Regions from separate parts of the Mus musculus genome. Here regions 2, 3, 4 and 5 are each linked to region 1. Evidence: chromatin contacts called from public ChIA-PET and HiChIP or PLAC-seq data. All regions are on one chromosome and are shown on one strand. The core of a region is the stretch at or near the end of the contact, and the rest is flanking DNA. Distances in the headings are between cores, read along the strand shown. Region 1 holds the start of Btbd11 (BTB (POZ) domain containing 11). Region 2 overlaps Btbd11 (BTB (POZ) domain containing 11). Region 3 has its middle 61 kb from the start of Cry1. Region 4 overlaps Btbd11 (BTB (POZ) domain containing 11). Region 5 overlaps Cry1 (cryptochrome 1 (photolyase-like)).

The links. ChIA-PET counts read pairs in DNA pulled down with a chosen protein or histone mark. HiChIP or PLAC-seq counts read pairs in DNA pulled down with a chosen protein or histone mark.
Region 2: a contact with region 1 is called in an RNA polymerase II ChIA-PET map of memory CD8 T cells, with 216 read pairs. The contact joins the enhancer-like site here to the promoter of Btbd11 in region 1. A contact is called at or near these places in 7 of 39 promoter capture datasets (the 3T3-L1 cell line, 3T3-L1-derived adipocytes, embryonic stem cells and 3 more), 2 of 484 Hi-C or Micro-C datasets (CD4 T cells and embryonic stem cells), 21 of 115 datasets of contacts at active chromatin or transcription factors (craniofacial prominence, embryonic forebrain, embryonic hindbrain and 9 more) and 1 of 9 other capture datasets (pancreatic islet).
Region 3: an H3K27ac HiChIP or PLAC-seq map of SST interneurons shows a contact between it and region 1, with 4 times the contacts expected there. The contact joins the enhancer-like site here to the promoter of Btbd11 in region 1. A contact is called at or near these places in 11 of 39 promoter capture datasets (the 3T3-L1 cell line, 3T3-L1-derived adipocytes, cranial neural crest and 6 more), 1 of 484 Hi-C or Micro-C datasets (nephron progenitors), 12 of 115 datasets of contacts at active chromatin or transcription factors (SST interneurons, bone marrow-derived macrophages, craniofacial prominence and 9 more) and 2 of 9 other capture datasets (liver and pancreatic islet).
Region 4: a contact with region 1 is called in an H3K27ac HiChIP or PLAC-seq map of embryonic stem cells, with 36 read pairs. The contact joins the enhancer-like site here to the promoter of Btbd11 in region 1. A contact is called at or near these places in 7 of 39 promoter capture datasets (the 3T3-L1 cell line, 3T3-L1-derived adipocytes, cranial neural crest and 3 more), 12 of 484 Hi-C or Micro-C datasets (cerebellum, embryonic stem cells, myocytes and 4 more) and 26 of 115 datasets of contacts at active chromatin or transcription factors (craniofacial prominence, embryonic forebrain, embryonic hindbrain and 9 more).
Region 5: a contact with region 1 is called in an RNA polymerase II ChIA-PET map of memory CD8 T cells, with 16 read pairs. The contact joins the enhancer-like site here to the promoter of Btbd11 in region 1. A contact is called at or near these places in 3 of 484 Hi-C or Micro-C datasets (epidermal suprabasal cells, liver and nephron progenitors), 5 of 115 datasets of contacts at active chromatin or transcription factors (embryonic stem cells, memory CD8 T cells and pancreatic cancer cells) and 2 of 9 other capture datasets (adipose tissue and pancreatic islet).

The regions. Positions count from the first base shown.
Region 1 is chr10:85,384,171-85,389,236 of GRCm38.p6, reverse strand. Btbd11 (BTB (POZ) domain containing 11) reads right to left here and starts at 2,423. Exons shown (of 17, transcript NM_028709.2): 1 at 759-2,423. The coding sequence starts at 1,908.
Region 2 is chr10:85,564,147-85,569,227 of GRCm38.p6, reverse strand. All of the region lies in intron 3 of Btbd11 (BTB (POZ) domain containing 11), which reads right to left. Among named protein-coding and RNA genes, the nearest start is that of Gm40731, 23 kb to the left of the region's middle. Within about 2 kb of position 1,972, at least 8 of the 459 cell types and tissues checked have an H3K27ac peak or open chromatin away from gene starts, as enhancers often do. A contact at or near this core is called in memory CD8 T cells, where this site is marked.
Region 3 is chr10:85,243,720-85,248,809 of GRCm38.p6, reverse strand. No RefSeq gene overlaps it. Among named protein-coding and RNA genes, the nearest start is that of Cry1, 61 kb to the right of the region's middle. Within about 2 kb of position 1,354, at least 3 of the 459 cell types and tissues checked have an H3K27ac peak or open chromatin away from gene starts, as enhancers often do. A contact at or near this core is called in SST interneurons, where this site is marked.
Region 4 is chr10:85,535,981-85,541,551 of GRCm38.p6, reverse strand. All of the region lies in intron 1 of Btbd11 (BTB (POZ) domain containing 11), which reads right to left. Among named protein-coding and RNA genes, the nearest start is that of Gm40731, 51 kb to the left of the region's middle. Within about 2 kb of position 1,546, at least 38 of the 459 cell types and tissues checked have an H3K27ac peak or open chromatin away from gene starts, as enhancers often do. A contact at or near this core is called in embryonic forebrain, embryonic stem cells and neural progenitor cells, where this site is marked.
Region 5 is chr10:85,159,473-85,165,291 of GRCm38.p6, reverse strand. The region is part of intron 1 of Cry1 (cryptochrome 1 (photolyase-like)); the gene reads left to right. Among named protein-coding and RNA genes, the nearest start is that of Cry1, 23 kb to the left of the region's middle. Within about 2 kb of position 3,376, at least 134 of the 459 cell types and tissues checked have an H3K27ac peak or open chromatin away from gene starts, as enhancers often do. A contact at or near this core is called in adipose tissue, epidermal suprabasal cells, liver and 1 more, where this site is marked.

The sequences.
Region 1 (5,066 bases), core at 1,174-3,673:
TGATAACCCCTACCTCTGGCCTGGGTCCCTAGTGGCTCTCCTTCAACCAAGTGACAGATGTAAATCACCCGCCAGAGCCTGGAATACTTGGCCTTGCCACCCTCCACCCCACCCCCACTCCCCTATATCTCCAGCTCTGGGTTCAAGTACTCAGAAACTGTTCAGGAAAACTTGGAGCAATGCAGTGTTGTCTCTCCACCACCACCACCACCACCTACATGAACACGTTTAGGCCCACCCAGCTCTATCCTTCCACCTTCGCTGCCCTCAGCCATGCCTTCCTAGCGCATCCACAGCGACCCCAAAGGGCCTGGGGCAAGCGAGAGAACTGCATGGCAGACAAGTGAACCTGCCTCCTCCAGATCTTAGCCCAACTCGTGGGTACTGGAATGTGGCCCCTTAAAGATCACAACAGGGTTCTAGAAGCTATTCACGAGACTCAAACGTCTCAAGCCAGATCCGAGTAAAACAACATACTAAATTAAATGTAAAATAAAAAGGGTGTTGGATTTTGCTCCTGTCTTGCGGGAGGCAGCAACCTCCTGGCCCTGCACAAAGGGGGCGGAACCCTGTGTGCTCTGGGAACATTACTACCAGTGTCAACCACGCGGATCCCAAGCTCAGGAGTGAACCTACGGGTTCCTGGCTGTCTCCACTCTGGCCCCTACCTCTAAGGCCGTGGAGAGCGCGAGTGGCCAGAGAGACGCGGGAGGGGGACGAGAGGCAAACTTGAACCCGGAGTTGACAGAGCCACTTACCACTGGCGTTCTTCCCACAGATGAGGTGCTGGTAGGGCTGCAAGAGCCCCCAGATTTCCGAGTCGTTGTTGACCGTGTGCTCCAGGGTCTCCACGGTGAATTTGGGCGCTTCGTGAAGCGTGTGGTGGTGGTGATGATGGTTGGCGGCGACGGCGGCGGTGGCTGTGGTTGGCGGGACTGCGGTCGCCGCCGTGGCTGGCGGGGCGCAACAACTACTGCCCCCGCTGGCGCTGCTGGCTGCGCTGCAAGGGCCACCGCTCGCCGCTCCCCCTCCCGGAGTCTCGCGCTCCTTATCCGCTGCAGGGGCTCCGGGGCCTGAGCCGGGGCCTGGGCCAGAACCGGAGCTGGAGCCAGGGCCAGGACCGCTACAGCTACGAGGTAGCCCGGAGGCCAACACCCGCGAGTAGATGTCCCGGAAGAGACTCTCCATACAGGCGGTCAGGTAGATGGCGGCATGCTCGTGGATGCGCAGCGCCACGCGGCTGTCCACCATCCAGCGGTACACGCGGCCCACGGAGAAGGTGAGGCCGCAGCGCGCCGACTTGCCACGGCCCAAGCGGTCGCCGCCAGCGCTGCTCATGTTATAGAGGGACAGCGCGGCCAGCGCGGCAGCGGTGCAGTGAGCCGCCAGGCCCCAGGACAGTACGATCTCCATGGCACTCTGGATCTCGTACTTGGTGCACTTGGCGAAGCGCAGGCTCAGGCGCTGCGCCTCTTTAGCGATGCGCACTAGAGCCCGGCTTACCAGCATCGAGAGCTTGGCCAGCGCGTCCTTGGGCAGGCTGCCGGGGACCGCTGGGCCTGCCCGGGGATCCCGCGAGCGCAGCAGCAGCAACTCCAGTTCCTGGAGGGTCCAGGGGACCTCGTCGAGGTCCGGCAGCAACCGCGAGCAGTGCTGACCGGCGCAGTCCAGCCCCTCGGAGTCTTCCACCAGGGCAGTGTTGACGGTGTCAAAGCTGTTGTGCCGGCTGTGCATGGAGTCAGCTAAAGGCGGCCAGCAGCTCCCGCCATACGGGGACGCCGGGTGAGAGTCAGAACAGCACAGAGACAAGTTGGAGGAGCGCACAGAGTCCGCCGCGCCACCATAACCCGAGTCCAGCGTCAGATCTTCCAGCGTTCGCACCACAGGCTTCTTACCTCTCCTGGCCATCGCTGCGCCACTTCATGCTGCAGCCGCCGTGGAGCCGAGGGGAAGGAAAGGCAAGGATCTGTGGGCACCGGGGTCCTCGGGGACAGCGGGGCTCCACGTCGCCTAGGCTCACTTTCCCACCTGGCGTTGCCAGCAAGTGTCACTACTTTCGCCTGTCTCCCCGAGCCGTCACCACGGGAAGATACACGGCGGAACCTGAAGTCATCTTCTGGAGTCGGGGCCAGAGCGAGGGCGCACTGAGCCGCGAGCCAGGCCGGGAAGGAAGCTCCCGCCAGGACCCGCGCCTTTCATCCAAAATAAAAGTGTCTGGTCCTCTCCTCCCTGGGACCAGACGGATGCAGAAGCCTCCGAGAGCCGGCCACAGTGTCGATAGGACCTAGATCGCCCCAGATACGGCCGCCGCAGCTCGGCGGGCTACGGGCTCCCCCGGCTCCGGGATCCGGGCCGCGGTTCTCTTGAGCTCCCGCCCCGCACTAAAGCGCTGTAGCCAGGCGGCTGCAAAACCCTGCTGAGCCCCAGCAAACCAAGCAGTCAGAGGGCGGGCGCATGCAAAGCAGGGCCGTCGAAGAGCCAATGGAATCGGGGGATGCTAATTACTTAGGTTTTTTTTTTTTTTTTTTATTCCTCCCTTCCATGCGGCCCCGCCCCTCAGACACGCCCCCCCAGGCCTTGACCAGGGCTGCAGCTAGGAGGGATCCGCGGCCTAGGTGGAAGCCTGGAGAAGAACAGTCATCCTGCAACTGTAGCTTCCCTAGTTTCTGCTTTCGAACTATCGACAAAAATATCATTTATATCGTTATTTGTTCCACTCTGCGGTTCATAAAGTGTTTGTCCGAGGGTTACTTTCTGCTTTGGCATTTTAGATTTCTCTTTCCCTCCCACCAGCCCATACAAGATGCACGTTTCTCCTCCCTCTTCAGGCACCCTGACTAATTCAGGCGGGTGCCGCTTCTCAGCCTGGGTTTGCTCCAGCATGGAAGGAAATAAAACAGGAAAGTAGTGAGGGGGAGACTGATAATTGCCACTGGGAAGCGAATCTCTAGCCATAAACCACCTGTCACCAGGACTTTCTAGGTTTGTTCGGCAGACAGGAATCTACCCTTAAGTTCCAGGGTGTGTGTGTGTGTGTGTGTGTGTGTGTGTGTGTGTGTGTGTGTGTGTGTTCCGGCCACTCTGTGGTTCTGGTGGACAATGCTCTAGACTGCTCAAACTTAAATTTGTGCACAGGAGAATATTCTTTTCAGCTAAAGAAAGATACAAAATATATGTGTGTGTCTGCTGCATTTCTGTGTCTAACAGCATCATTGCTTGGCTATTTGTCTATCTCTACCTACCTTAGGAAAAACCTTATTCATTCAAAGATTCCTACCTCCCTTACACAATCCTATTCCTACAAGAAGCCCACCCTGATCTCCCAAAACTATCCTGGGTGTTTCCACCACCCCACCCTCTTCGATGGCTTCACATTTCTGGGCCCTTGTCACGCTGGCTTGCTACTATCTATTTATTTGTCTGGATCCCACATTGGGCTAGGGAGTTGTGGTAAATGTATGAGTCGACAAGGGAAGGACGTGCTTTGAACTGCTGGTTTGAACGTTCAACTGTGGCTGAAGGGATGTGAGAAGACACTCAACATCACTGGCCATCAGGGTAACTGCAAATCAGAACCATAAGGAGCTGCCAGCTCATGCCTGTTAGGATGGCGATTATCAGAAAGTCAAAAGATTACAAGCATCAACAAGGGTGTGGAGGATAAAGAAGAGTGTACTCTATTGGTGAGAAGGGAAATTGATATAGCTATTATGGAAAATAATGCCGAAGATCTTCAAAAAATTACTAATTAGAACTACCATGTGATCCAATAATCCCACATCTGGATCTTTACCAAACAGAAATAAAGCCACTATTTAAAAGATCTATTTACTCCCCTCTCCCTGTTCATTGAAGCATTATTTGCAATCGCTAAGAGAGAATATTGTTCAGACTTCAAAAAGAAGGAAATCTCACCATGTATAACAAATGGCTAATCTGGACAGTATCATCCTGCTAAGGGGAGTGTCTCACTTATTGTGTGACTCTAAAAAGAATCACACAGTAGCACCAGAATGTACGATGGTAACTGGGTGCAGACAGGGGCGGGGGATTGTTCAGCACACAGACTTATATTTACAGATGATGTGTTCCACAGTTCTAGAGACATTACATACATGCAGGGTGGCATCTAGAGTGAATGATGATGTCGGTAGGAAGTTGTCTGTAAGTGTTCTTATCAGGCAGAGGAAAAGGTCAGATGTATGGGTTGAGAGGTATGTTAATTTTCTTGATTATGGTAATTATTCACAATACATATAATAAACACCACATAGTACACCTTAAATGCCTATCATTTTTGTTTGTCATTCAAATCTCAGTAAGGATGGGGGTGGGGCATAGGCAGCTGTGGATTCCCTGCCGTTCATCCTGCATATCCCATGTCATCCTGTAATTTCCATCCTAATACACGTCCATAGCAACACGTTCCCTTTCCTGTTCTCTAATATCAGAATCTTCCTAAAGTTTACCTCTTATGTTGTCACGCATAACAAAATCAAAACTAACAAACCACTCATATCAAAAAATGTGAGCTATTTTATTTATTTATTTATTTATTTATTTAGTCTCCCAAGTACCTAAAGTTTACACTTATTACTTAGCTTTCAGGAGTCCCACGCTATTCTTAAACTTCCTTTCTGTAATTTCACAGAGAGAGAGAGAGAGAGAGACAGAGAGAGACAGAGAGAGACAGAGAGAGACAGAGAGAGACAGAGAGAGACAGAGAGAGACAGAGAGACAGAGAGAGACAGAGAGACAGAGAGACAGACACAGAGACAGAAGGAGAGACAGAGAGGCAAAGACAAAGGCAGAGAGAGGGTGGGCTTTCTCACACATACATTGTGCGCTCTGGGCAGGTCGGATCCCTCCTACAGGCTGATATCCCAGCCTGTCTCCCTCATTCCCTGCCGCTGCTCTTTTCGTGCAGATGTCCTTCTCCCCTCTTATCTTTCTTAAACCTCCTCTCTTCCCAGTGGGATTCGGCTCCATTTGAGAGTGCTGCGATGTTTTCTTTTCCTGATGCCGCCTGCTCTCCTCCCAGGCAGAAGGTATCCCCGCGCACGTGG
Region 2 (5,081 bases), core at 723-3,222, 180 kb before region 1:
AACAGTTCATTGAAATGTATGTCTTCAGGGGTTAATCAATAGGCAGAATATAACGGCATGCCCATGTATCATTAGGTATGGCTCCCATAGATTCATGTGTTTGAATGTTTGGCCCATAGGGAGTGGGATTATTATTAAGGAGGTGTGGCCTTGTTGGAGTGGATGTGGCTTGGTTGAAGAAAGTGTGTCATTATGGGGGCAGGTTTTGAGATCTCCTTTGCTTAAGCTACATTCAGTGTGGTACACAGTCTCTTTCTGCTGCCAGAGGATCAAGATGTTGAACTCTCATCTCCTTCTCCAGCAACATGCCTGCTTGGATGCTGCCATGTTTCCAACCATGATGATAATGGACTAAACCCAAGAAACTGTAAGCCAGCCCCAATTAAATGCTGTCCTTTATAAGAGTTGCCTTGATCACGGTGTCTCTTCAGAGCAATAAAACCATGACCCAGTGTCACGAAGGAACGTAAACACCTTTGTCTGAAGTCACAGTCCTTGCCTCTGGTCACAGGGGCCATGCAGAATTTCTTCTTCATAGCCTTTCGGTACTCATCATAGTTTATATAATAAGGATGCTCATTTTATGACATATAAACATCCATGAAGATCACAAAAGACACTGATTGGGATGAGGCTTTCAAACGTTATCATTGAAAAAGAACGCCATCATCTGTTAAGAGGAAACCAGCCTAGTGACTATGAACACACACCAGAGGTCAACTCCTAGGGTTCAAATCCTCCAACTTGAACTACGTGCCCTTGGGCAAGCTAATCAACTCCAGCTAGGTTAAGACAGAGATTCTCAATGTATGGGTTGGGACTCATTGGGGGAGGGTGTCAAATGACACTTTTACAGGGGTCACACATCAGATGTCCTGCATATCAGACATTTATATTACATATCATAGTATCAAAATTACAGTTATGAAGTAGCAATAAAAATAACTTTATGGTTGTGGGTCACCACAACATGAGGAGCCATATTAAAGGGTCTCAGAATTAGGAAGGTTGGGAACCACTGGGTTAACAGGGTCTAGAGGGAAAGTTTCATGAACACACACACATCCATCCATATATATACACGTACATAATCCATATATATATATACACATACATATACACACACACACACACACACATATGTGTGTGTGTGTGTGTGTGTGTATACCTTACCCCATGAAGAGTATAGTGGTATTTAAATTTTCAATCTGAATTTGTTGTTTAAGTGATAGTTACAATTCACATCAAGGTCAGCTTTTTTGTATTTTTCTGGAACAGGCCAAACACTACTTTCAGTTTTATGAACATTGAACTATCTGTCGCTAGGAATTGACTCTGCCACAGTTCAAAAGCTGTCATCTAAATAATACGTAAGTGAATGAGTGCAGCTGTGTCCCAGTAGAACTGTATTTTCAAAATCAGGCAGTGGACCAGTTTGGCCATAGGGTGTCGTCTGCTAATGTGTGCACCATGTTGACATACAGCACACTCATGAACTATAACCTGTAGTTTCACACTTACTGGGGTTGGAATAAAGTTTTACCTTGGTCAGATAAAGTAAGTTGTAGCTATGTCCAAGTTACAACCATATCATATTTTAAACCATTGCCTCTAGCATCAGTTATTTCAAATTTGGCATGGCTGGTCTCCTTTATTATAAATCATTTGTGTGGTGGTTGAGATTTGGGGCCAGTTTCCAAAAGTCCTTACAGTGGTTAATCTTAGTTGTTAACTTGATGGGACTTATAATCACCGTGGAAACAGATCTCTGAGCACGTCTGTGAAGGATTGTGTAGATTAGGTTAGTTGAGATGAGAAAACCCACCTTACCTATGGATAGCACTGTTTCCTGAGGTTCTAGAATGAATAAATAGAAGAGATCCAGCAGAGGGCCAGCCTCCATCCCCTCTCTGCCTCCCAATTGTAGATGCAGTGTGGCCAGCTGTCTCATTCTCTTGTTTTTATGAGTTCCTTGTCCTCACCTGTGAGCCCAAACCACATCCTTCCTTGCCTAAGTCGCTTTTGTGAAGCATGTTTGTCATAACAAAGAGATAAGCAACAGGCATATATCAAGCAGGGCCCTTTTTTGTGCTTGTTCATCCAGGCCCACCAGATGAATGAGCCAACTCGGTCCTCCCTCTGAAAAAGGAGCTGGCATCCTTTCTCTGAGAAAAGGTATTATAATACCTGTTGAAATGGCCAGAGCTATCTTCTCTACTCTGTTTTCAGCTTGTGAGACTTCCAGGGTGTCAACTCAATGTGTCTTTGTTCTGGGACAATATTTTGATTCTCATATGTTAGAGTATAAGCCAACCAGTCATGACCTGTACGTCCAATAAAGTTCAATACAAACTATGAAAATAAAGCATGTGTGTACTATTATTGTTGTTGTTATTATTTAAAAAGAGTAAAGAAGAAAGTGTGTAGTAGGGACTTTTTGGCTCCCAAAAACCAGAGCTAACATTCCCAGGTATGGGAATTCCCATGCTATGTGTCATGGTTCCCCAAGCTACAAATTCCCCTTCCCAGCTTTCCCTGCAAAGGTTCAAGTGTATGATCTGAAACTACACAATGTGACAGGTGTCATGTCTAGCTGACAAGAATGGTGACAGGGATTTCCCTCTCTTGGGGCAATGGTGACAGAAGTCTTCCGGAGTGTCTCATGGCCAGTAGTAGTGATGTGCGTCAGGTGTCTGTGTCACCTCCACTGATGTAGGCCTGGGTGTCACTTGGCTACTGCTCTAGGCTGTGACCCTGGAGTTGTGGCTCTCTGGTTCCATTGAATATCAGAAGTCTTTGAAGGCTCAGCTGAACATTCAGACTCACAATTTATCCTAGACCTCAATCTGGCCCAGCAGCCAGCACCCTATGTTCTAGTTAATAGAAATCTAGGGAGCCTTTTACTCTGGAGAAGCTACCATCTACCCAGGGAACACTCAGGTGTGGGGACAAGGTTGGCCTGAATAGTTGTGGGGATTTCTGTAGCTTACAAATCCCACACGTCTTAGAGGAATCTCATAGATTTAGTCACCAAGGTCCCTTCAAAAGAGTGACAAGAGTCAGAGAATTGAGAAAATCCTAAAGCTCTAGGTCCTTGTCGAACACTTCCAGAACCATCAGGCCAGGTGTAATTTATCAATATGTGGCCATTCGGGTGCTGCACAGTGTTGCCTAGTAACACAGCCGACACTGAAACTTTTTATCAAGTTTCCAGGGGAACAGAGCCAGGGAATGAACCACAGGTCAACTTCTCACAAAGACTGCTCATGCCCAGTCTTTCAGAGCTTTTCTTTCGCTTTAAGAAGTCCCCCTGGGCTTAACTTAGGCAAGTAAGCATTCTGATAGAACATTTACATCCAGCCTTCTGCACGTTTTTGCACAACCCTAGGATAGCCCTTGGGAATCTGTTGAAATAGGAACATTGTTTGCCCTGTGCGTGAAAGTGCCTTAGGAAGCAATGGGTAGAGGGGAACTTTTGGTAAAGTGAGGATCTATGAAGAAATAACTGGATGATATTTACCTCTAGGGTTCTGGTCTGCTTGTTTTATGAACTCTGTTTCCTCAAGTGTAAACTCTCTTGCATGGCAAGGCTGTTTTGTTACACACCATTAGTTTTCCTCAAACAGTTGGCAATTCATGAGTGACTGATGCTCACAGTTATGGTTGAGATTCCCCCAGAAGGCATCCTGCCACATTTGTTTGTATGTTCTGCTTGCAGACGAGGTGAGAGCTATTGCTACCTGGAATCAATTCTGTTTCTTTTTTTTCCTTCCAGAAAGACTGGGGGCAGGCAGACCTGTCTATGTCTGCTCTTCCCAATGAAGCGCTTCGCTGTTCCGCCCACACAGCGCCAGATAATTAAGGCCACAAAGCATTCCTATTTGTTCTCCCATTGTTATTATTATTATTTTACATTGTGGCAATAAACAAGTGAACCCATCCATGGCCAAAGACATGGAGGAATCACTGATATTTACAGCAAAGATAATGACTTGGGGCGGGGGTGGGGAGGACTTGTTCTCAACATAAGATAATTCTATTTTAAAAGTAGCTTACCCTCAGTGTTAAGGTGTTCTGAACATACCACTATGGTTTGGAAAATAAACAGCTTAATTATAAGTCTCACAAAAATCTGTCTTAATGTTAACAAAATGAGTATACCTGTCATGCTGGACAGCCTCTAGAAGCTCTAAAAACAGTAGCCAACATCCTGACAAAACATAGGCTACAGCAATTTTATACTCCTGCTGAGCTTCTTCAAACCACTACAAAGAAGAATGGAACCATCCACAACACTGTAGCAACGGGAAAACTGAGTCCATGGGACACAGAAAATAGCTTCCACAGGCTATGTCTTAGCATTTCCATCAAGAAAGACTCTTTGGACCAGAAGTGACTGTGTGAGACATGAAAGAATCCACATTTAGTCAGTTATGCCATAAACATCTATGTTGAAATAGAAAAAAAATCAGCCCTATTCTTAAGGAGCTGATGGTCTAGAACACACACACACATATACATACACACACACACACACACACATACCATATACACATATGCATACATCATGACCCTATACAAATTTGCCAGAAGAGAGCCAGGAAGATATCACTTGTTAGGGGTAGGGACATAATTCAAAGAGGAGTCCTATCTCTCAAGGTAAGTTCTTTTTGAAGCTGACTGAAAAGAATCTGAGGACTTCTCCCCACTGTAATCCATGTATAATGGTTTCAGATGTTAAACTCAAAAGTATTAAGGGACAGGAAGAGAGCTGTTCTTGTAGAAAGACCGCTCATGAGCTTCAGTGAGAGCAATTGTAAGAACATTTTAGAGGAAAAAAATGTAGATAGCAGCTTTCTTTTTTGGTAGCAGCAGCGGTGAAGGATTGCCCTGGGTGTCTGCGCTCTGATGTCTAACTCACTTCTTGTACCTGTCCCATGAGGAGTGTCCTTTCTCATGTTACAGATGACAAAAGGTGATCCCAAGAGGTGAAATCACTTGTTCAAGTTCTCAGAACTATACAAAGCCAGGCTGGGATTCCTATCTGCCATTCACCTGACTCCCCAAGCTGTAGGATTTCC
Region 3 (5,090 bases), core at 105-2,604, 140 kb after region 1:
TGTCTATAACTCCAGCTCCAGGGCACCTGATACCTTTTTCTGGATTCCATAGGGACTGCAATCACATAACCCATACACAGACACAGATATATACACACAATTAAAAATAAAATAAAATAAAATAAAATAAAATGATTTTTGAGGGGCTTTTTAAGACAGGATTTCTCTGTGTAGACCTGGCTGTCCTGGAATAGGACAGATGAGGTTGGCCTCAAACTCAGAGATCCACCTGCCTCTGCCTCCTCAGTGCTGGGATTAAAGGTGTGGGCTACCATCAGTAGCTGAGAGCTCTTATTTCAGACTAATAAAATAAATCTTAAATAATAGAAATGGCCTTCTGAAACTCAATACTATCTGCAGTGAATATATACCAATTTAAAAAATGAAGTTATTCTCCACCTGTATCTGATTCTGTAAACTATGTATGAGCATCGCCTGCAACTGTTTCTTTATAAGACACTCCATGAATATTGGGTTTAATTTGACTTTATATACCCACATATTAAGTAACTCTTATCCATTTGGAGTAGTAACTGGGAAACAATGACAGGGAGACGGACACAATGGCTAAGTCAGAGAACTTCTTGCTTGACTCTTGGAGAAGGGACTCAAAGACTTCAAGTCCCACTGGAGAAAACAAACAAACAAATAAATAAAAAACACTTTAAAGCTCATATGTGGGTGACATAACAGGGTTATAATAAATAACCAATGTCTATTAAATATTCATTATGAGCCACACATAGTATATTCTTGGTCTCTTTTGGTTCTTGAAACAGTCCCCTAGGCTGAGAGTCTTCATTTTGCCCATTTTACAAGTGAAAGAAGTAAGTGAAAGATTAGGTTCAGTCCTCTCACCAAAGTCATTCAGTCTAGAGAGCAGCAGGGCTTTCATGCCTTCCTCTGTCCGAGTTATATATTTATATATATATATATATATATATATATATATATATATATATATATATTCCATTATTTACCACTGTACTCTGCTGCCTCTTGGGGGAGAGGGGGAGAAGAAGAGGGTGAAAAGGATGAATGGGTTCAGGAAGAGTGGATGTGAGGAGAAAGTTGCCTCTCAGAGAGGCAGGATCAAAGAAATACAGCTAGCAGAGGGGACTGGAGAAGGAACACAGTCTTCCTCAGAGAATGGAGACAATTTGGGAAGGGAAAAGGCTTAGCCCAAAGCTCAGATAGAAATGGGTAAAACCGGTATATAATCTTCTAGTAAAATTGGGATGGGGGAGAAGCAGGGCCAAGAACAAACAGAAACAAGCACACCTGAACCCTTCTGGCCACACAGAATATCTCAAAGCAAGTTTTACTTCCTATGCAGGCTTCCTCATAGCTCAGCTCCCCGCCCCCCAACTGATGGAACTCTCATTCTGGGAAAAGCAAAACATTTGATGAATCCTCCACTTGCCTTGTTAGCAATTTCTTCTTTTAGAAGATTCTGGGAGCAGTAAAGAAGCCATGTGACTGGGGGATGGTGCTGGTAAAATCAGATTTTCGAAGGGTCTGTACAAGAAGAAAAAAATGAGAGACACATAACAGAGACTGAACAAAAAGTCCTATAGCCATAATCCCTGAAAGGCTAAAGCCCCAAATCCTGGAGGCTGATAAAAATATTACTGAGAACAATAAAGAAAGATTCTGGCTGAGATAGCAGTACATGCCTGAAATCCTAGCACTCCAGAGGCAGGAGGATGTCTCAAACAAACAAACAAACAAATGAACCACCTGCTTGGAGTTGAAAACATAATGCTAATATTAATAAAAGAAAAATCAGTAAATGGAAATATATGGCAAATTTGATTGGATAGGGATTCTTTTTCTTCTTCTCCTCCTTCTTTCTTCTTTCTTCTTTCTTCTTCTTCTTCCTTCTTCTTCTTCTTCTTCTTCTTCTTCTTCTTCTTCTTCTTCTTCTTCTTCTTCTTCTTCTTCTTCTTCTCCTTCTCCTTCTCCTCCTCCTCCTCCTCCTCCTCCTCCTCCTCCTCCTCCTCCTCCTCCTTCTTCCTCTCTCTCTCTCTCTCTCTCTCTCTCTCTCTCTCTCTCTCTCTCTTTCTCTCTCTCTCTCTCTCTCTCTCTCTCTCTCTCTCTCTCTCTCTCTCTCTCTCTCTCTCTCTCTCTCTAGCTAAGAAACTAAGGCCAGTGGTATGAATGAGATCCAGAGGGGCCACAGTGGAAGATGTATGAAGCCTGGAGCTGCATGAACTTCTGGGTAGAAATGAACGAACATCTATTCATCCTAGATAAGGCACCAAAGAATGATTCCACCCATGCCCAGTCAACTTTCTACCTCCTTTAGATGCTAACAGGTTCTCAACCTGTGGGTAACATCCCCCCTGGGGTTCACATATCAGATATACTGCTTATCAGATATTTACATTACAATTCACAGAAGTAGCAAAATTATAGTTATGAAGTAGCAACAAAGTGCTTTTATGGCTGGGCATCATGAAGAACTGTATTAAAAGGGGCACAGCATTAGGAAGGGTGGGAACCACTGCTCTAGAACCTCCCAAGGCCATGTGCAGCTAGGGTAGAATGTCATACATCTGGAAGAGGGGACATAGAAAAACTGAGTGGCTAGAATCTCAGATGACACTTCCCATGTCTTCTGTCCATGAGGCACCATTAACAGATCCAATATGCTGAAGGTCCCCTCTGGCTCATCAGACTGCTCTGTCTGACACAATAAAGACGGAGCCTGGGAGATGGCTCAGTGGTTCAGAGCACTTAGGACCTGGATTCTGTCTTCAACACCCACATGAAGGTAGATCACAACTGCCTATAATTCCAGCTCCAGGGGATCTTATGCCCTCCTCTGATACAGGCATCAGGCATATGCATGGGGTGCTCACAAGGTTATAGTGGTCATATTATCCATAGAGAACAGAGTTCTATAACACCACACACATGAAGGGATCTAGGAAGAAACAACTTGTCAGAAACCGGAAGAGGGAGGAGCCAAGCACGAATGCTTGAGGACATCAGTCCACTTCTGCAGACCATAGTAAATGTAAGGCTACCTTGCAAGAATGGAAGCCAGCACACAAGTCTCTGACCTCCCCTCCCTTGGTTCCCTAGCCAAATTCTCCTCTGACCAACCCCAGCTGGGATTCTTGGGGTTAGCAAGGATCTTGAGACTAGACCAGGAAGCTTCCTCAGACAGAGAGCGGCATGGTAAGCATGGATATTAGGGATCTCCAGGAAACAGCTGGCAACTGCTTCAACTATTCTAATGCTTCTAAAATGATCATATGCCATGGATTCAGTCCTTTAGAATACAGATGTTCCTGAGGTATTTCGTGACACCTGTTTCCTTTTAAAAAATAGAAAGTCTTCTGTCTAAGCCTATGTTGGTGGCCCAACTCTTGTTGTTTGTTTGTTTGTTTGTTTGTAGACAGGATTTCTCTGTGTAGCCCTGGCTGTCCTGGAACTCACTCTGTAGACCAAGCTGGCCTTGAACTCAGAAATCTGCCTGCCTCTGCCTCCCAAGTGCTGGGATTAAAGGCATGTGCCACCACTGCTGGCTGGTGGTCCAACTCTTAACCAATATTGAAAATGTTTGTGGTACAAAAAGACTTCTTCTGGATTGCTGCAGTAGAACCAGTTTGGTGAGATCCTCTTGGTTTTATGGAACGAGAAACATCATATTTCCAGTTACGTTGATGCCTACGATAGAGGCAGCTGGCTGATACCAGACATTCATGCTTGGCTGCTGCTTGGTTCTACTTAATTCTAGGAAGCAGCTCCCCAAGGAGTTCCAGCCTTGGTTCCTTCTACGTCAGAGTCAGGTCACTAGTCCTATTCAAAGGGATGAGGAAAAAAAAAGTAATGTGGGACTCCACAAATCGAGGACTTACCATCCCTCCCATAACTACAAACTATGTAGGTTGTGCATAAAAATGGTGTTGTTATCAATAAAAGGCCCTAGTCAGTAAGTAACCACTTAGACAAAAGCCACTCAAAAGTCATTGTGCCAGGAATACATACACATTGTAAGTGATAAATCAATGATTACTAGGTGAAGAGTGGCTAACTAGTTAGTATAGCAGTTAGCCTAGCAACCAAGTAAGACCCCTGGAATGAAAGACTAGTGGCTGCTCTACCATCCTGTATGTGAGGTACCTGCACTGGCATTCTGTCGTTTAAGGACATTCACTGTTTTCCTCAGGTTAGCTGCAGCTTGGGGCAAACCCAGAACAGGAGAAGCCATATGTGGGGAATTTCAGGCCAGTTTTACCACAGACTTAACGCTGTCTGACCTTGAGCAGATCTTACCCTCTCTGTCAAACACGGATATTAATAATGCCTCCCTGTCAGATTGTTGTAAGGATCAAATAAGATAAAGGACATAAAAACATTCTGTTCACCAGAAAGCTTTGGATAAAATTAGTTCTCATCTCTGTTCAAAGGAAATCAGGGCACACGTGCCTTGTGAGAGGCTCCTCGGTCAGGGTGTTGTCAAGTTACTCCCAGCCTCTCCTTTTCTCTCATGATTAACTTCATTTCTTTCTGCTTTCACCTCTATTAACAGCAAAGGATTTCTCTTTATTGTCTGGATTTTTTTTTAAGTTTTGCACCAGAACAAATAACTTTCCAAAAGCTAGGTTTCAAAAACAAGTTAATAAATTAAAAATCTATACATTTAGGGGCCATATTTTACAGCGAAGCTCACTCTGGGCTCTGGACTGTGGGTTCACATTGAAGCTGGTGAATTTATTATACTCAGATACACAAGGAAAGCCCCATATCCAAGCGCTCTGAGTTTTTTTTTAATTCCAGATAAGATGTGGCTTGTGCCATTCTAAGTATTTATCAGTAAGGTTTTTAATTATGATTTTTTACATTCAAGATATAAACGGAAGATCTGGTTCAATCCTCTTGCTTCATAAATGAGAAAACGCGAGCCTGGAGATATTCCATGACCCAGTTTAAGAATCGGCTTCCCTGGCAGGCTTCTCAAGTCTTCTCTCCTTGTGGGCTAAAGAGATGCCCTTCCTCTAGCATAGAACCTGGTGACAGAACCAGATTCTGAACTACATATGGAAGGAAGCCAGTCCTCTCTGCCTCCCAGGGGACTC
Region 4 (5,571 bases), core at 297-2,796, 150 kb before region 1:
TCATAGCAGGCCTCTATTCCTCTACTTCTCTCTCTCTCTCTCTTTCTCTCTCTGTCTCTCTCTCTCTGTCTCTGCCTTTCTCTGCTTCTACTACCCCCTTAACTGGCCTTCTCATGCCCTTAATAAACTCTATTCTAGTCTACACTATACCATTGCATGGCTGATCTGTCAAGAGGAAGGGATGCCTTGGCATGGGCCCAGTGAGATAGCCCCTCCCCCCATACCTCATCACACCTCCATAGAACATACCCCTTCTCTCTTTATCTTTTCAAAAACACTACACTAAAGTAGAAGAACCTGTTGTTGTTATTATTATTATTATTATTATTAATTATTAATTATGGTGATGTGATGATTTGGAGGCACCAAAAGGTAATAGTTTAGGACAGTCTCTGAATTTGAATGGTCTTCCTTTGAACCATAACTACAGTACGTATGGTGGCTTGACACTCTTGGCCTACAGGTTGCCTATCTTTGGTGCTTCCTGTGAGTAACCTAGAGTTGTGATGCAGCAACGGAAGTAGCCAGGATCAGGAGATGCATATGCCATGCTGAGGGTGGGGTGACAACGTGGGTCTGGTTCTCTTGGCACAGGGTTGGGCTCTGCCTCCTCTGTCTCTGGCTGCAAGAGAGTAGACTGTGCTGGCGCTGGCTGCCAACCTGGGCTCAGTCTTCCATGGAGTGAGAAGCTGAAAGCGAAGATCCTGCCAGCAGCTCGGCTTTCCCAGCGAACGGGAGGGATGGAGCCTTGGAAGAGACACAGCTCACTGCTAATGCCCACTTCGCCACCTTTCGTGGGGGTTGCCCGGCTCTGACTTGGTTGTCCTGGCCCTATTCCACCCTTCGCAGTGTTTGATATTGCTCTCGCCATGACTGGTGGAGAGGCAGAAATGGGATAATATATATGGACAAGCTGGCACAGTGAATGGAGTCGATAAATGTTTGCTAATAAAGTAAGTAAATGAAGTTCTTTGGAGCTAAAGATTTAGGAAGTCAATAACCCAGTCACTGCTAGAAGGCTTTCTTTTACTGTTAGATTTATGAAGAAACAAAATAGAAAGTCAGAGCTTTTTTTTTTTTTTTTTTTTTTTTTTTTTTTTTTTTTATGTCTATACCACCAGTTTGGAGCTCCTCTTTTATTTTAAAAAGATTTGGCAGCAGGAAGCAGATTTAGGGCTGGTTTAGTTTGCCCTCTGTCTATGTGAAACAAGCCCTTTTTCTGCTAGTGTGAGCACAGTTCCTGGTTCACAGTTTGCCCAAGCACGAGTTTCCTTTTCAGAGATCTTAGAAATATTGGACCCAGAGCACCTCAGAATGAGAGTGGAGGAAACATCAGTGTAGATCCTTTCTAGAAATGGGTGCCAGGGCCCACTGAGATGGGGAGTCTAAAACCTGCTTAAGGAAGGGCGTGCTGACCTTCAGAAAATGCAAATACCTGAGCAGGTTGGGTCGATGCCTGAGGCCCAAGGCCTCCAGCTTAGCTGTGAATACAGGCCTCCACCAGCTGGAATATTGTGGAAGAAACAGCAGAGGTCAGACTACGCCCTGTATTGTCCTGTGTGGTCCCGTGAAGCCGCCCCAGGCAAGCCCAAGGCAGCCTCCGTTTTGGATGTTTCCTAGGGACTCAGTACCAGCTGGGATTTGAGAATCAGACTCCACAGAGCAATTCAAAGAGCTTGAGTTCTGGAAGCTGGGTTTGGCCCACAGCGCTGATGCATTTAGTTAGCCTCCCCTGAAGCACTAGTTTCCTTGGGAATACTATAGAATAATGGAGAACTTCCAGCACAGCCATCAGTTGCCTTGCTGCTGGAAGATTAAATGAGTGAAATACAGCTTGCTCTCTATAAATAGCTCAATAATGGCAGCTGCTATTATCATTATAATTGTTGTTGGAGGACAGTCAGTGGAGGAACAAAGGCCCAGAGGCAGGTGCTCAGCATGTGGGGGAAGTGCCAGAGCGGAGGGTGGTAAGTGGACACAGGCAGCTGCAGATCACAGAGGACTTTATTAACCGGCCAGAATCTCCACCTTCACCTACAAGGCGCTATGCTTCTCTCTCAACTCACAGCCCATTTTCTAGAAACAGTGATCTCACACTGCATTTCCATCCTCTCTTCCCACCTCTATCCCCACTTCCACTGGTCTAACAAATTCAAGGTTATCCAGGTTATCCGACTTGGGATGCCAAGGACTTGAAGAAGCTTCATGCCCTGCTTTCGAGGAACTTTCAGTCCAGGCAGCCAGGGAGGCAGCGAGAAGGGCAGTGGAGACTGCCAGAAACAAGACACAGAGAGGTAGGGCAGGTAGAATGGAGTCACAAGCAGGAAGTGGCTGAATGCGATCTCACAAGCTGTCCTTCCCTCTGAGAGCCACAGGCAGCCAGCTTTTCCTCCTGCCCAGCTAGGGATGAGCTAGGGCTAGCTTCCCTCTGGGCTTAGTGCACTGTGGGAGCTGTGCTGCTCTAGAGACTTGGTATAAGAGGCAAGGAACGGAGACAATGGGAAGGTTAATGTGACTCTAACACTGGTGGCATAATGAGAGAATTAACTGGAGAAGCAAGAAAGTCAAGGGTTAAAAGCTTAGCTCATTCTCTCATTCAGTGAGCATTAGCTGAGCACCTACTAGGCGCCAGGCAATGCTCTAGGTTCTTAGGATATGGTAGCAAAGTACTGGAAAGCCTTGATATTTGTGCCTAGTACTTGTGTTTCAAATCAACACTCTAACAACATGACTCAAATATGCCAGCAACAGGCAGTAGGGGCCACAGAGGAAATGGCAGAAAATGATGAAGAAGAAGCCCTAAAGTAGAGGCTTGAAGGAAGTGACAGGAAGTATCAGGTATTTCTATTAAAGAGTGGGACAACAAAGGGGTCTGTAGGAGGAAGAGCCGAAGGTGGTGTGTGCTGAGCCTGTTAGAGAAAGGAACAGAGTAGCAAGTCCGGAGATGTCGTCTGGTGATAGAACACTGAGGATGGATTGGGTGAGGCCTAATGGGTGACCCCCAAAGACGTTGGGTCTGACCTTGAGCAAGGTGGGACACACTGGAGGATCCTGAATGGAGAAGGGTGGAATTGGACCTGGTTTTGAAGGGCCACTCTAGGGCGGCTAGGGCAGAGTAATTATAGTAATTAGAGGGCATACATAAACCGGGCCAGACAACGAAGATGCTAAGTGGATGCTGGGTGTAAGAAAAAAAGAGAAGAGTCTAATCGCAAGGGGCACAGGGTGGGTCTGTCTTTACTTGAGGGGCCTGGGTTTGGAGAAAAGGCCATGTATGCTTAAGATCGTGCTAAGCACACTTCCTTTCTGCTCCTTGGATGCAGTCTTCTCACGTGAGCCCTGGGGTGGGAGATACTTCTTGCCCTCTTCAGTCCTGCCAGTAGGGATTGTTGCTAATCATACCTGCCAGGCTGTTGGCCCCCTTCCGCACTCCACCCTCTTCTGTCCTAGGGTCCTGCCTCCACTGTATCATCCATGCAATCTCTCTGCATGGTCCTCAGTGCTATCTACCTTGAAAGGAAAGAAAAACCACATTTTCCAGTTCCCCCATATCTTTAGTGAAGGAACTTCCTACGGCTTAGTGGGTCATGAGAGCACTTGCTTTAAGCCCTAACTCTTCCTAAGAAGAGTCTCGGAGGAGTGTTATAGAAGATCTCCCACGAGGTCTGGCGTAGCTGTGGAAGTATCAACAGTGGTCAGCTCCCAGGAGGAAAGTGTGTGGTCTTTGGATGGTTTTCTACAAAGCTCACCTGATCCTCGCACAGTAGTGACACTGAGGGGAAAACTGGCACAGAACTGGATAAAAATCAGCCTTGGGGTGTGGCTAACAGTAAAATTCTACGAGTTAGAAATAGTCTTTGACATTTCAATTATTTTCATGGCAATAGATCAGGCAGAATTTTGGACAACTGGGACTATTTTGCTTTATATCAAGTTGATTGTGCATCTACCTCTTAGATATTTATAATCCAAATATATATATCCACTCATCCATCCAACCATCTACCCAGTCGTCCTCTAACTCACTCATCCATCTGCCCATCCATCCATTCACCCATCTATCCATCCATCCCATCCACCCACCCACTTACCCATTCATCCATCCGCCCACATAACAGGTCATTTTTAATTAGTTAAACTAAAATGTGTGAGGATTTACAATGTGCTAAACCACAGAGACCCAGTAGACAATATACCAAAGTAGCTGCTTTCATGCAGCTTAATGTCCATCTATCCTTCTGTCATTCACTCTTTCATCACACATCTTATCTTTCTTTCTGTCCTTCCATCCATTGACTCCACACCCTGTGCCTGACTGGGGCTGCAATGGAAAGTAAGACACACTGAAGCTGCCCTTAAGGAACTCAGTGAGGTGGCGAGCCTGTCCATGTCCATGAGTGCTGCAGGTGCTGTAAAGGAATTCTGCATGCTATGTGGATGGCATAATAAGGAACTGGGTATTCCACCTGGGTGGCAGGCCAAGAAAGGCTTCATGGATAAAGAGAGAATGAACGCATGCTCATTGTGTGACCTGGATGGGCTAGTGGAAGGTATAAAGGCTAGAAGACAGATGTGTCATGGTGACTGCATGAAGATGCTCATTGCTGGAGCAACACACAGAAGGGAATTTCAATGAAGTGGGTAGGGCTGGACCAAGGAGGGGTCAGAGTGCCTATTGAGCATCTATATCATTGAGGCGAGCGACCTCCCTGAGAGCCAGCTCTGGTGTCTCATTCCAACCTACATGAGGCCAAGTTTCCTGAATATCATTCTGGTTCAAATAGCCACGGGAGATCAGCAGAAGTCTCAGCTCAGCTGCCAGCCAGCTCAGAGCAATGCAACATCCACACTGTTCTCTGTCCCTCGGCTGCCTAGGACCCAAGTGCTGCCTGTGAGTTCCTCTGGCTCAGCCAATGAGATAAGAATCCTGTGCCATGTTTCTCTGTGTGCTCAACACCCACCCTATCTTCCCTACCTCACCTGTACCTCATCTCTACCTCCACCTCTACCTCATCTCTACCTTCACCTACCTCACCTCTACCTCCACCCCTACTTCACCTCTCCCTCACCTCTACCTCATCTCTCTGTTTCACCTCTACCTCCACCTCTAACCTCCGCCTCTATCTCCACTTCTACCTCACTTCTACCTCATCTCTGCCTCACCTCTACCTCACCTCTACCTCATCTCTACCTCACCTCTACCTCATCTCTGCCTCACCTCTACCTCACCTCTACCTCATCTCTGCCTCACCTCTACCTCACCTCTACCACACAGTACAGTTAGCCCCTGGGTTTTGCTGGGTGAGACCCCTGGCTGGATTCTGTTTCTGCAGAACTCTCTAATGACCTTCATCCTAGAATGAGTGTCTCCTTCCCTGCATAGATGCTGAGATAATGAAGACAGCCACAAGTTGACATCCTTTCTCTTAGATGTCCCTTTACAAACTTGCTCCTTCTGCAGACATTCACTTAAAACACCTAAACCGTTTGCGAACAGCAATCATAAAGTCACACATAGGCATTTGAAAAACTTTCACATTAAAAACAGTAAGCAGAAAGCAACCTCCTTTT
Region 5 (5,819 bases), core at 2,127-4,626, 220 kb after region 1:
CTTTTCATTCTAACTGCCTCCTTGCCCCAGGAGGTGGGCCCTTTAGCTTCACCTCATGCTCCCTACCATTATGCTCTAACTTAAGCAAAACACCCATGGACTGGACTGAAATCTGGAACTGTGGGCTCCGATGCAGCCGTCGTCGTGTGCGTTCCTTTTGCACAGAAGGAAAAGTGAACTGATGCAGCGCATACTCACCCCACCGTGGGGGGGCGGGGGGGGGGCCCTCCGGGCGGCCTTGTATCCAAAGCTGCCTCATCAGTTTTTTTCTAAAATATTTTCTTGTAATAATTCATGCGAGAAAGATACAGACAACCATGCTGATTAAGCCAATTAAAAATGATGAGTCGCTTATTAGCCAGGAACCAAAAGCGGGTTCATGCCTTAGAGTCTCCTGGTGCCTAATAGGGATTGGGCATTTTAAAAGGCAAACCCACAAAGAACATAATTTATATTAGAGTTAGGTGAGGGTCAGAGTAACCTTGAAATGTTTATTCCTGGAAAAGCATAGTAATTATTTCAGACATAACATGACAGTTATCTTTGATATATACCTTCTTTAGTTATTTTAGTTTACAATAATTACTTGTTTAATGCATCTGGACTATGGTCAAGGTTAAGGCAGATGTGACCATCCGTGGGTAGAGGTCTAAGAACTGTCTAAGTGAACCCAAATGGAGTCAGGACAAGGTAGCATTATATTATTGCATGCTCTATAGAAAAGCAGTGTTATATAATACAGAGGGCACAGCTTTGGAGTCAGACATATTCATATTAAATTCTTTGATGTTTTGGTTGTAAATGTAGCCTTTAACTGCTGAGCCATCTTTTTAGCCCTTAAATTGTTTTTTAAATCTAAATATTTTTACATTTATTTGTGTGCGTGTGTCTGCACACATATGTGCATGTATGCATAGGCTTGCACATATATACATGCATACATTACATAGTCTGTGTTTGGATACCAGAGAATGACTACAAGAATCTATTCTCTCCTTTTACCATGTGGATCCCAGGTCTTCAGGCTTGGTGGCAAGTGCCTCTACCTCCTGAGCCATCTCACTAGCCCCAAATTATAATTCTTATTTCATCTCATAGCTGAGTTTCAGAAAACGTGCATGATAAGTTTTCTGACTCTGTAGTGGTTTTTTTTAATGTGAAAAAGGGTTGTATACCTCCATGCCTATAAAAATAGACATGAACCAAATATTCTTTTCCTATCCTACTTTAGCATTGACTATTGAGTCAAGCTTTAAAATCCTTTTCATGACATAATTAATTTGTTTAGTGATTAATTAGGTAGATAATCCATAACACTTCTGCTCTATTTAGGAATTGTGTGGGCACTGGAAAGTGCTAAGCCTGGCCTTACTCAGAACTTTCTGGCCAGTGGCTAGTCCTTCTCCATCTTTCTCCATGCCATTGAACTGTATAGATAGTCAAAGGTGGTGCTTCTTCTTCTTCTTCTTCTTCTTCTTCTTCTTCTTCTTCTTCTTCTTTTTTTTTTTTTTCGAGACAGGGTTTCTCTGTGTAGCCCTGGCTGTCCTGGTGCTCACTTTGTAGACCAGGCTGGCCTCGAACTCAGAAATCCTCCTGCCTCTGCCTTAAAGGTTCTTCTTTACCTTCACTGTATCCTTGACTTTTTTATATCTTCTTTGCCTTAGAGTAGGAGTAAAAGACAAGAAATGCTTTCTTCCTTCTGCTTTTTCACAGTGTGTCAGTATTACCCATTTGTGCTACAAAGTTGTCTTTTATCCTAGAAGGCTGTAAGCAGTTTCTGTATATGGTGCACATGTTCAAGTACCTTTCCTAGCTCTGTGGACATTACAACATCACAGTTTTAGCTCTCATAAACTGGTGGATGAAATTAGTTATCACTCCTTGGAAGGAAGGCATTTTAGAGTTGTTCTGAGGCAGTTTTAGTTGTTAAAATGGCTGAAGGAAGCTAGAGGACCTGGACAGGCCAGAAGTGGGACACTGTCTTTAGTGTAGCCTGTGGTGCCTCAGACAGTAATGTGTAGCCTCAGACTTGAGTCCAGAACAGAGTTTCTCATATTCTGAATGGAAGTCCAAATTCATTGTGTATCAAACCAGGGGTATTGAAATACTACTTTATATAGAGATTTTCTGGGTTCACTTAATACCTGTACACATCAAGAGAAGCCTCAGAACTTCAATAAGTCATGCTTATTACCCCAGTGAGTCATATCACCAAGAACAGCAGGGCTCATCCTATTTGAGACACCCAGTGACACAACTTCACCAGTCTGCTGGGTTTGCAGCTTTTGAATTAAAAATTTTTTTATATAATGTCTTATTTTTTCAGTCACGGTTTTGCTGAGTTTGCCAGGTGGCATTGAGTTTAGATACTCCTGTATCAGTAGCCTAAAGATTCTAGAATGCTAGAATACAGGTGTGTACTGCCAGGCCTGACCTTCAGCTTTTTTCATTATTTCTTTAATTTCTTAATTTTTGATGTTTGAGAACTGAACCTAGAGCCTTGACCATGCTAAGTGAATGTTCTACTGTTGTACTGCACACATAATCATTTTCTTGGGTCACACCTGAGCAACCACACTAAAAGCCCTGTTCTGCCTCTGTTGGTTCTTTGGAAGGGCTTGTGAGAAGGTTACCTATAAATTTTGTTTTGATTGCAACACATTGGTTTTAGAAACAACTTTTTGTTCTGCTATGTCTCTGGACCTGTGCTTTTAATTCTGAGCCTGACAAGTGCAGAATTCACCTTCGTGATGTGTACTTCATCTGGATTAAATGCTTGAGTATTGGCTGTTAAGAAAATGTGTATCACAGTTGACAGAATAAATGAAAGAACTAAGAGTTTGCTAGAAATTTTAAAAATGGAGCATATAAAAACCTTATTCCATACTTAGAGACACACAAATTGCTATTTATAGTTTTTAAATCTCTAATCAAATACTTTGGGGTATGGCTGAAAACCCTTCTTTTTTTATTATTTATGGTAGTAGGTCCACATCTTTTTTTTTCATATGTACAGAATACATGGAGATGTTCTTCATGTGATTTTAATGATTTTAGTATATATTCTTTAAGTCGGGTCTCTAGGGTCGACACTGTATGGTTTTGGTTTAGAGAGTCTAAGAGTAATCTCCACTGGTGACTGTTATGACACAGTGTAGAAACTATGGCATAGGACAGATGACTGTGTTATATGAATTCATAATGTCTTGTTTTCAGTAGCAGTGGGATTATGTTGTATCTTGCCATTGCCTTTTTCAGACTATTTTATAGACAGAACTAGAAATACTAGTTATATAAGCTGTCCTAGCACAGACTAGAAAGTAGGTCATTGTGATGGGAGTATGCTAAACCACCCACTGGTTGCTATAGCGATGACCTACTTTAGAAACTATTTCTGTTGATTCATGTTGAAATCATCTTTTGGAAGTGGCATAAGGAAGTTACTACATGTACGTTTTTATAGTAGTAAAAGGTAGTGATTTCTAGAGGAAAATTCCTTAAAATATTTAAAATGAAGAAGTGCATTAATCTCTTCGTGGTTCATTCAGTATTATAATTAAGTTGTGCTTCTATACATTAAGGAGTGCAGTGAGTTTTACTATCATTTGGCCTTTTTAAAAACCATTCTATTGTTTTATTAGCCAGACCTTCAAATGGGAGTAAATGACTATGCAGTGTATGCCAAATTTGCCTGTTCAGTGTCGAATGATGTTTTAAGACATCTTTATATGAATGTTGAAATGATATTCTCTGGAGCACACAGTCTGAACTCTGAGTGACCCCATTCTAAATTGAGGGCAAAGGACAAAGGGTTAGATTTTGTATAGCTTTCAAATAATAGTTTTTATTTATCACCAAAAAGAAATTTCACTGATCAGTGACTTGACACTTTGAACCTACACTATTGAAGGTTTATTTTCTGTAGTACTACCACAGAATCACAGGCTTTAAGATGAGTTAATTTTGAGTTTTTATTGTACAGTACCTTTTAAATAGTTAGCTATTTATATTAGCATTGGCTTTGTCACTGGGGAAAATCAAACCTTGGGTTACAGTCACATTCAGGGAAAGGCACACGTTTAGTGCGATCCTGTATAAGCTGAGCATCCAACTAACTCAGTCTCTCCTACTGCTGTGCCCAAGTATTTACATGTATACATACATGTGATTTTGTTTTCAAAAACAGGTATTACCCTTTTTTTCTCTCTCTCTCTTTTTAAGGTGGGTCATGTGGGTTTGCTATAGCCCTTGAACTTGGGATCCTCCTGCTCCACATCTTGAGAATTATGAGTTTACAGTTCCCCGCTCAACCTTAAGAAAGAAATTATTCTGAAGGAGAAGTAACAGTAACTTCTATTTAATGGGTTTTAGCCATTGTGCTACTAGTTGGTTTTATGTGTTTCTAATCCCCTCAAAAGCTATGGAAAACAAGCCCACTAGCATATCCTACTTCAAACCTTTTCAATAGACTATGCAAGACCTATGACGATATTTACCAGATGTAGAAACTAAAACATACGTTAAGAATCAGACACAGGCACTTAATATGAAATCCACAGAAACTAGTGGGGTGTGTGTGTCTATGTATATGTATACATGTGTATACATGCTTGTATGCAGTTGTGTGTGCTGTAAGAAACAATTTGAATTTTTTCTAGGACTAAATACATTCTCCTCTGACAGTTGAGAGAATAGAGAAAGTACCTTCAACTCTAAGACTTAAGACAATAAGATATAACCTTGAGATAGGAATTGGCAAAATTATTTCAGACTGAAGAACAGATCACAGAGTAGTAGCTTGGTACAGAGGAGCAGCAGGAAGCAGGGTAGAAAATGGCCCTGAGATCATTGGATGGCAGCTGAGAACATACTTTGCTCTTTACTATATAAGGAGTGAGTTTTGAAGACCTTTGTACAAGATCATACGTCTCACAATGATTTGATAATGTACTGGATTATGGTGATAGAGATTGTTGGTAGGTAGATCTATTTTAAGACACTGCAGCAAATACAAGCAAGAGATAAAACTAGAATTATTGTAGTAAAAATAGAAGTTGGTAGCAAGGAGGAAACTGAGAGGTATTAAATAACACATACTAGTGCTCACTGTGTACAGAGACTGCTCTGTGAGCCCCACATGTGTGAACTGATTCTGTTCTCATGAAAATGTCTATGTTATGGGTCCTATTATACTTCAGTTTTATAGACAGAGAAATTCAAGGTTTTTCACAAGTTGCAGATATGGTCCCACCCTTTCTACTCTGAAGGAATGTGTGCTGGTTGCCAATTCTGAGATTTTTTTTTTTAATGAAGCTATATGTCCATTTTTATCTCTAACCAAAACTTCATTTCTCAAGGGTAGATATAATAAGAGCCTTGGTAAATTACTTTCCAGTTACTTGTGCACATCTAAACATAAATTGACACGTAGTATAAATTTTATTTGATTAAAGAAAAGTTCTTATAGGTGCGTGAATATGAATTCATGTGCATGATGTTAATCTAGACTTGGTTGTTCATCTTATAAACTAGTTATATCCTTTTGGTGTTATATTTTTCCACCTTACCTCTTATAGGCATGGCTCCATGATTAAGTTTAGTATGAAAAACTCTTCTTGCGAGTTTCATTAGAAAACATGGTCTCATTGATTACAGCCAAGATTCAGAGATTACCTCTGCCTTGGATTTACTCTACAGGACATGTGAGCTTTGTGCTAGTTCTACTTAAACAAGCTAGTTCATTCTATTTCTTTTACCAAAATGTTATTTGATCTTTATTAACATCTAAGCTATCTCAGATATACCTTGCCGAGAGGTGA